Linked DNA regions of Mus musculus: region 1 is linked to region 2. A link is a contact called in public HiChIP or PLAC-seq data. All regions are on one chromosome and are shown on one strand. The core of a region is the stretch at or near the end of the contact, and the rest is flanking DNA. Distances in the headings are between cores, read along the strand shown.

What was found. HiChIP or PLAC-seq counts read pairs in DNA pulled down with a chosen protein or histone mark.
Region 1: an H3K27ac HiChIP or PLAC-seq map of microglia shows a contact between it and region 2, with 4 times the contacts expected there. The contact joins two enhancer-like sites. A contact is called at or near these places in 1 of 115 datasets of contacts at active chromatin or transcription factors (microglia) and 1 of 9 other capture datasets (embryonic stem cells).

The regions. Positions count from the first base shown.
Region 1 is chr9:63,714,931-63,718,854 of GRCm38.p6, forward strand. The region is part of intron 1 of Smad3 (SMAD family member 3); the gene reads right to left. Among named protein-coding and RNA genes, the nearest start is that of Gm51710, 15 kb to the right of the region's middle. Within about 2 kb of position 2,016, at least 159 of the 459 cell types and tissues checked have an H3K27ac peak or open chromatin away from gene starts, as enhancers often do. A contact at or near this core is called in microglia, where this site is marked.
Region 2 is chr9:62,930,619-62,934,356 of GRCm38.p6, forward strand. All of the region lies in intron 2 of Pias1 (protein inhibitor of activated STAT 1), which reads right to left. Among named protein-coding and RNA genes, the nearest start is that of Gm35574, 48 kb to the right of the region's middle. Within about 2 kb of position 2,488, at least 68 of the 459 cell types and tissues checked have an H3K27ac peak or open chromatin away from gene starts, as enhancers often do. A contact at or near this core is called in microglia, where this site is marked.

The sequences.
Region 1 (3,924 bases), core at 766-3,265, 780 kb after region 2:
CAGAAAAGTGAAAACAGATTTATTATTATTATTATTAGTTCAGCAAAATCTCTGGGTGTCAAAGTCTACCAGGGAAGTAAAAGAGAAAATCCACAGAATGGAGGGAAAAGTTCACAGCCTCTGGTTCAGAATGCACGGGGACTTTCATGGCTCAAAGACAGAAGACAGACAGACAGACCAGTTCATTTAAAGTGGGTGGCAGGTGAGGAGCTACCCAGGACCTTCAGCCACCAGGGAAATGCAGATAAGAACAGTGACAAGGTTTAACCTCACATCCACTAGGATGGCTAAAACAACAGCAAGTGTCAGCAAGTGTGGAGAGACTGAAACCCTCACACATCCCTGATAACCCACTGCTAGGTATCTACTAAGGATAAATGAAAAAACATGCAAGAAATAAGGCAGACACATAGCTGTTACAGTCTTATTCATAAGAGCCAAAAGAGAAAAAACCACTCATCTGAAAAACTGACAAGCAAAAGGTGATAAGCCTCTGCCGTGGAGTACTATATGGTCACATAAAAGAATCGAGGCGCTGCCGATGCATACTACAGCAAGCTACGCCAAAGATGCAGGTCAGAAGAGCGTGTGTTGGTGAAGTCCACAAGCCATCCTGAAAAAGACAAATCCACGGGACAGAAAGAAGGTGACGATGCCAAAGCCAAGGAGAGGGGTAGGAGTGACTTCTGGGGGAGTTCTGGGGGAGGAGTTGTTTTAATGGTGAAGGAAATTAATCGGTCAGTGCTGATGGTTGTCCAAACTCATTAGCACATGGAGCGTCCGTCATACTCTGAGGCTGTTTCATGACAGACAGGTTACACGTCAGCAAGGCTGTCAGTGTTTACAGTCTTGTGTCCTGATGTGCGTGCATGTGTGTACACGTTCGTTTCAATGCAGGCGCATGTGTGTGCAGGTCATCTGAGATGGTCTTTTGGTGTTTGTTGCAGCCTGTGCCTGTGACTTTGCAGGGACAGCTCTAATTTTACCGGGGTTACGGATAAACACTGCATCTGTCTGCAGGTAGACTCAAGTTATCTGAACTCAGGGCCACACCTATAATCCCAACACCAAGGAAGCCTTGACAAAAGGCCAAGGTGAACTTGAGGCCTGCCTGGGCTATCTAGCAAGATCTGGTCTCAGAAAAGCAAAAGCACTTGGTACCAGCACCCCTGAAGGAACATACTGGTTCCAGACAGGGTAGCCTGTAACGGAGCAGTTCTGGGGGGAGCAGCTCTTGCCTGCATGAACACCACCAAGGGATGAGCGAGAGCTTGTTTTCCAGAGTTGAGCCGGGTCCCCCTCTGACTGCCCTGGAGAGCTGTGGTTTCAAGTGTGGAGGAGGAGCTGGCTATGTTGAGCCATCCTGATGGCAGCCCTGCTTCCTGTGGGGCCACAGCCTGCTGACATCACTGGCCGGCTGAGAGTACTCAAGGGGCATTTGATGTCGCAACTGCAGGCAGCACGCGGGGTCATGTGAAGTTCAGAGCTGGGTTTTCTCAGCCCATTGACTTTTACTCATCCCGTCCATGAAGCATGTTTTTTTTTCCTTTCTTACCCCCATTCTCCTTTCCGTGTGTGTGTGTGTGTGTGTGTGTGTGTGTGTGTGTGTCTCCTGGCTTCCTTTCTGAGCCCCCATATCAGTGTTCCTCATTGGCACAAAGGCATTCTTCCTACTTCAGAGGACTCTAGCTCTGTGCACCTCCCCCCCAGAAGTCAGAGTCTCAAGGCTGCCAGAAGTTAGTGGGGCTGCCCCTGCCCCTCCCACTTTACAGATGAGGATCAGGGGTCCCAGGCACTTGCCCTAGGTCACCCAGCTTCCGTCAGAGCAAAATGGCTCCATTTTTCAAACCTGCTACCGCAAAACATTTTTCCCTCCAGGCAAGCATCCCACAGGAAAATCGTTCCCACGTGCAAAGAATTCACAATGGAAATCATGTCTTTCAAACAGCCTAGCAGTCAGGATTCCCAAATGACGTTCACCCGCCTTTCCGTCAACAAACAATTACCAAGCTATTACTCTTGAGCAAGTGCTTTGAAGGTGAACAAAAAAATCAATCCATGGGAACTGATAAGCCAGTTTGCAAAGGACTACGGTGGGCTGGGGAGATGGCTCTGCAGGTAAATTATCTCCCACAGTCATGAGGCCCTGAGTTCAATTCCCAGCATTCACATAACAGTCCAGGTGTGGCAACTCGAGTCGCCCAGCTCTGAGGAGACAGACACCAGAGACTACTGGCGTGTGCACACGCACGCACGCACGTACACACACACACACACACACACACACACCCCTATGCATACAGAATAGTGTGCCTTGGTCTATGTGGTATTATATTAAGTTTCTTTCTCCTTAGTGTGGGTTTTTCTCAACCTCAGGGTCACTTATATCTCCAGAATTCCAGTTTCCTTTTCCTAACCAAAGCCCAACTGTCATTGTCACCCTATGAAGTCACCAGCCACAAAGTAGGACACAAGGGCCCAAGCATTCTGTTTTAGAATCAGAGACAGAGAAGAGCCAGAACTTGCATGAGGACAAGGACCTCCCTAGCATCCAGAGGAGAGACAGGAATGGTTGACTTGACCTTCTTGGTAGATTGACCTTCTCTACCCAGAGCTCAGTCTACCAAGCCTAGACTATGAGGGATTTCCTGTTTGGGCCTAAGAAAAAAAGACCACACACATTATTTTGACACACTGTGGTCCATGCCAAGATCCTGACATGCTGGTGGACTGAGGGGACACAGGGACAGAGGATGCTCAGTAGTGACAGCAAAGTGGGGGACAACAGCGTTCTTGGCTTCTCTGGACACTGTGGCTATTTTGAGCTACAGCAGTTTTTACAGACCTCCCTCTCTCACGTGGTAGCTGTCCTTGACTGCTCAGACTTGCAGCAAATCCAACTTGAGACTGGTGGAAGCCGAGCATCAGAGCCCCAAGGGTCAGGCCAAGGAACAGGGGGCACTGATACTGTACAGATACCAGGGGACAAGCCAGGCACAGGATCAGAAGCCAAGGGACAGGGTCTGGGCAGGGAAGGGCTGATCACCCCAAGAGATGGGAGGTGCCTCAGTTGCCTGTTTACCCTGCACAAAGCTCTGGGCCCTATGTCTGATCCCCAGTACCCCATAAACCAGAGACTGGAACCCCAGCACTTGAGAGGCAGAGGCAGGAGGATCACAAGTTCAAAGTTGAACTCAATATCTTCAACTTCATACTGAGTTCAAGGCCAGCCTGGACTACTCGAAACTCTGTCTCAGAAACAAGTGGGTGTGGGGCGGGTATGGGGGGTGGCAGTAATCGAGGCTAGAGGGGAGCAATTCTGGAAGCAGAAGGAGACCTTGTGACTCAGGTGAGGAAGGCTGGCTTTCCATTCTCAGTGTCAGTGTGTGGTGTCAAGAGGCCTCACTTCCTAATAATTCATCTTCTGAGACCCAAACGAAGCCACACCACCCACTCATCTTCCACTACAGCTCACAGCCCCTGCATATGCTACACAGAGGAAAAAAAAAAGGGTTTTCTGCAGACAAAGTCATGGGTTGTGAGGAGGTATAGAAAAACCTCTTCATGTACAAAGGACAGACTTAAGGCAGTTGAGTGGATGGGGCACTGACATGACCTTGGCAGTGCTCAGAAGTGGCTCACCATTGGTGGACACCGAGGCCCATGGCTGCTCCGCCCAACACCATCTGCAAATGACCTGAGGTCTGCATGAAAATCAAGTGTGCGGTGACACCATGTCCCTTCCTCTGGCACTTGGGAAACCAGTTGTCCCGTACCTCATCTTCAGCAAAAGGACAGAATACATAGACTGTGTGAATAGGTTGGTGGGCTGGGGATGCCTCTGGACTCTGAAGTCTAAAAGTCCAGCACCCTCTGCCCAGCTTCCATGCCTCTCTCCCGGCTCACAGAGCCACTGTGCCTACC
Region 2 (3,738 bases), core at 1,238-3,737:
CAGCCCCCACTGCCACAGTCTTGGTAGGCTGAGGTGGAAGAGTGTAAAGGCAAGGTCAGTCTGGACTCCACAACAGGACTTTGTCCTGAAAAAAACAAATCAACAAACTGCTACACAATGACAACCCAATATAAATGACTAGGGTGTTGGCTCTGTCAGTGAAGTGCTGGTCATGCAAAGGTGAGGACGCTTCTGAGTTTCAGTTTAAACCTAGCACTTGGAAGGTGGATGCAGGAGTCTCCTGAGGCTCTCAGGAGAGCCAGTCTAGTCTATCCAGAGAGCTCCAGGCCACTGAAAGCCATCTGAAAAAAGAAGGTATATGGTAGTAACAAGGAACAACTCCATAGGAGGGGGAGGGGAGGGGAGGGAAAGGGAAAGGGGAGGGAGAGGGAAAGGGAAAGGGGAGGGGAGGGGAGGGGAGGGAAATTAAAAAACAGACATTGTCCTAAAACAGATACTTCTCCAAGTAATACAAAAAGGCCAGTGAACACACAAAAAGATGTTCAGTGTTGTTATTCATTTAGGAAATGCCAACCAAAATCTCAGTGAGGCAACCTTTAACCTATTAGCTATATTAAACCAAACTAAACCAAACCAAACCAAACCAAACCAAACCAAACCAAACCAAACCAAACCAAAAAGTCTCTCCTAAAGAAACATCACCCTCAACAACAAACACCACCACAAAAAAATTACCACCACAAATTATCCAGCAAGCTGGAATTTGTGTACATTGGTGGTAGGAATGTAAAATAAGTGCTGCCGCATATCCACTATAGAATAGTTTGGTGACACAAAATTACCATAGAGACCAGTAATCCTACTTCTGGGTGTGTGGACCAAAAGGATTCTTGCATATACAGAAATGCTCATAAAATGTATCTACAAATGAAAGGTGAAATAACCTGTCAGCGAACAGAAGAAGAATGGAGAAAATGTGATGTGGATATTATTTTGCATAAAATGCAATAGAATGGAATTCTGATAGATTGTACAATGTGGACAAATATAGATCATTATGCCCAGTGAAATAAACTGGATATAAAAAGACAGTGTACGATTCTACCTGTAAAAGATGCCTAAACTAGGCAAATTCTTAGAGATACAAAATAAACTAGGCGTTGACTAGACCTAGCAGGGGAGAAAGCAGTACGGAGGGAACTACCATACTGTTACTGTTGAGGAGATCTGCTATGGAAATACACAAGTCAGACTGTAACAGGGTTAGGTAAAGAATGATTTATTAAAGACTGATTTCTTTACACAAATAGGAGAGCTTTATTTTTCTAAATGAAATAGAAAATAACATTAAAGTCCATTTGCTAATATCACAGAGTTGAACTTAAGTATTTCACTTAAAAATGGCAAAATCAAAGTGAACACTTAAGAGGCCAGATGACCACTAATGAATTGGACTTTAAAAAAATTAAGAACTTAGGTTCTTAAAATAAAATGAGGCTATCTTTTAAAAATTACTGAGCAAAAAAGATCTTAAATAAGGCAAGGACATAGGTAGCTCAAAATCTGTTAAAAGATGTTCAACAGTCTTAACTGCGAAATGCAAACCAAAATCGAGATAGTGCTACAATAAAAATGAAAGGTCAAAAAGTGGCCGGTACCAAAATGGCTCAGTGAGTAAAGGCATTTGCCATCAAACTAACAACCTGGGCATGTATGTATGAGAATATCACAACAAACCCCATTATTTAACTTTTTATTTATTCATATATTTAACAAATCATGCCTAAACTTGTCACAGTCTATAACAGCATGTAGATATAGAGGCCAGACTACAACAAGTTTAGGTAAAGAATAACTTATTAAAGGCATTGATTTCAATACACGAATAGGAGATCTTTGCTTTCCTAAATGAAACAGGAAGTAACATTAAGGTCTCGGGTTTGAAGCTAAATCACCAGTGTTTTAAGTAACTGTCATCAATTCTGAATTCTTAAAGTTCTATATGCACAATATTTTGAATCTTTGCTAAGAAAGGAATTCAAATACTGGTTATGTGGGGTATAGGAGAACTGTCCCTCAGTTAGTGCAATAGCCACTCAGTGATCTGTAATGTTATATAACTTGCTCTCGGCTCTCAAGTGTAAATAGAAGACATGAAAATTCCCAACACATCTTCTGTGTCATTTTGAAACCTTGATGGTTTCATATTCTGGTGGTGTGCATCACTAAGGGCTGATGATGTTTGCAGGGAGTACTTATGGCCCTTAGGGGAGATGACTTTTCAACACTCTTCCTTAGTAAGTTTAAGCTGCCAAAGGCCTATCTCTAGGAAAGACAAACAAGACCTAGACATACAGAATACACAGAGAAGGAGTTATAGAAAGTCCACTCTTTAAAGTTTTTACAAATTATTCCACAAAAATATGAACTAAATCAAAAAGAAAAAAAGAGGAACCACATTGTGTATACAAACTTAGGACACCGGAAGCCAAATCCTAGGCATACAAAAGCAAGGCTTGTGAGGCCTGATACAGAACACAGAGCTCAGCTAATGACTGCACTTTTGCCACTCTGCCTTACTGCCCAACGGAAAGCTAAAAATAATCATCTTTCAGTTACAGAGTATTTCTTGCTGTCTTGGGGGAAGTGGAACTAAAGTAGCTATCTCTAAATGTCAACCCCTCTGGCTTTAATGAACTCTGGTTTACTCAATCCCAAATTTGATTAACTATGCAATCTTTAAAAACAACTGCAACGCTATAGCTTCAGCATGCTCCCAACTATCTTTAAAACAGAAAATTACAGGCTGGTTGTGGTTGTACATGTCTGTAATTTCCACTCAGGAGGCTGAGACAGGAGGATTAATTAAATGGTCATAGCCTGCATGTTCTAGGTTAGCCAGGACGAAACAGCAAGTCTGTCTTAAAAAAAACAGTAGTGGAAGATGACAGGAATGTATGTTTCTCCAAAAAGAAGATATATACTGATCCACTATCAAATTTGCATTGCTCTGACCATCTGCTGCTTATCTTTTTTTGGTAAGTTCTCAGGTAGCCCAAGCTGGCCTTAATAAACTCACGATGTAGTAGAAGACTGAACTTTTGGTCCTCCTGACTTTATATCCTCAGTGCTAGGATTAAAAGTGGCTAACACTAGGCCTGCTCTATGCAGTACTAGGATTGAGTTGAGAGATTCTTGCACTATAGACAAGCACACTCTACCAACTGGATCACATTCCCAGTGCTACATTCATCTTTAAAATGGAAATTTTCTATAAGATAATATTTAATGACATGTGAACAGAGCCATAAAATATTACACGAAGGCTAGAGATTGTTCAGCCATTACAAGCACAGGCTACTCTTGCAAGGAGAACTGGGTTAGTTTCCTAGTACCCACATAGTGATTTACAACCACCTGGAACTCCAGTTCCAAGGGATCTGATTCCCTCTTCTGACCTCCACAGGCACTGCACATGGTCCAGAGGCACGCACAAGGTACACAGACATACAAGCAGGCAAAATACTAAAATGCATAAAATATCTATATAAATAAAAATGATTAGGTTTAAAACTTTTAAGTTTTCCAGTCAGTGATGGTGCATGCCTTTAATCCCAGAATTCAGGAGGCAGATCTTTGAGTTGGAGGCCAGCCTAATCTACAGAGCTGGTTCTAGGGATAGCCAAGGCTACACAAAGAAACCCTGTTTCGGGGGTGGGGGGAAGTGAAGAAAAATACCCAAAACATTCTATATAAATTGAAGCAAATATACTTATC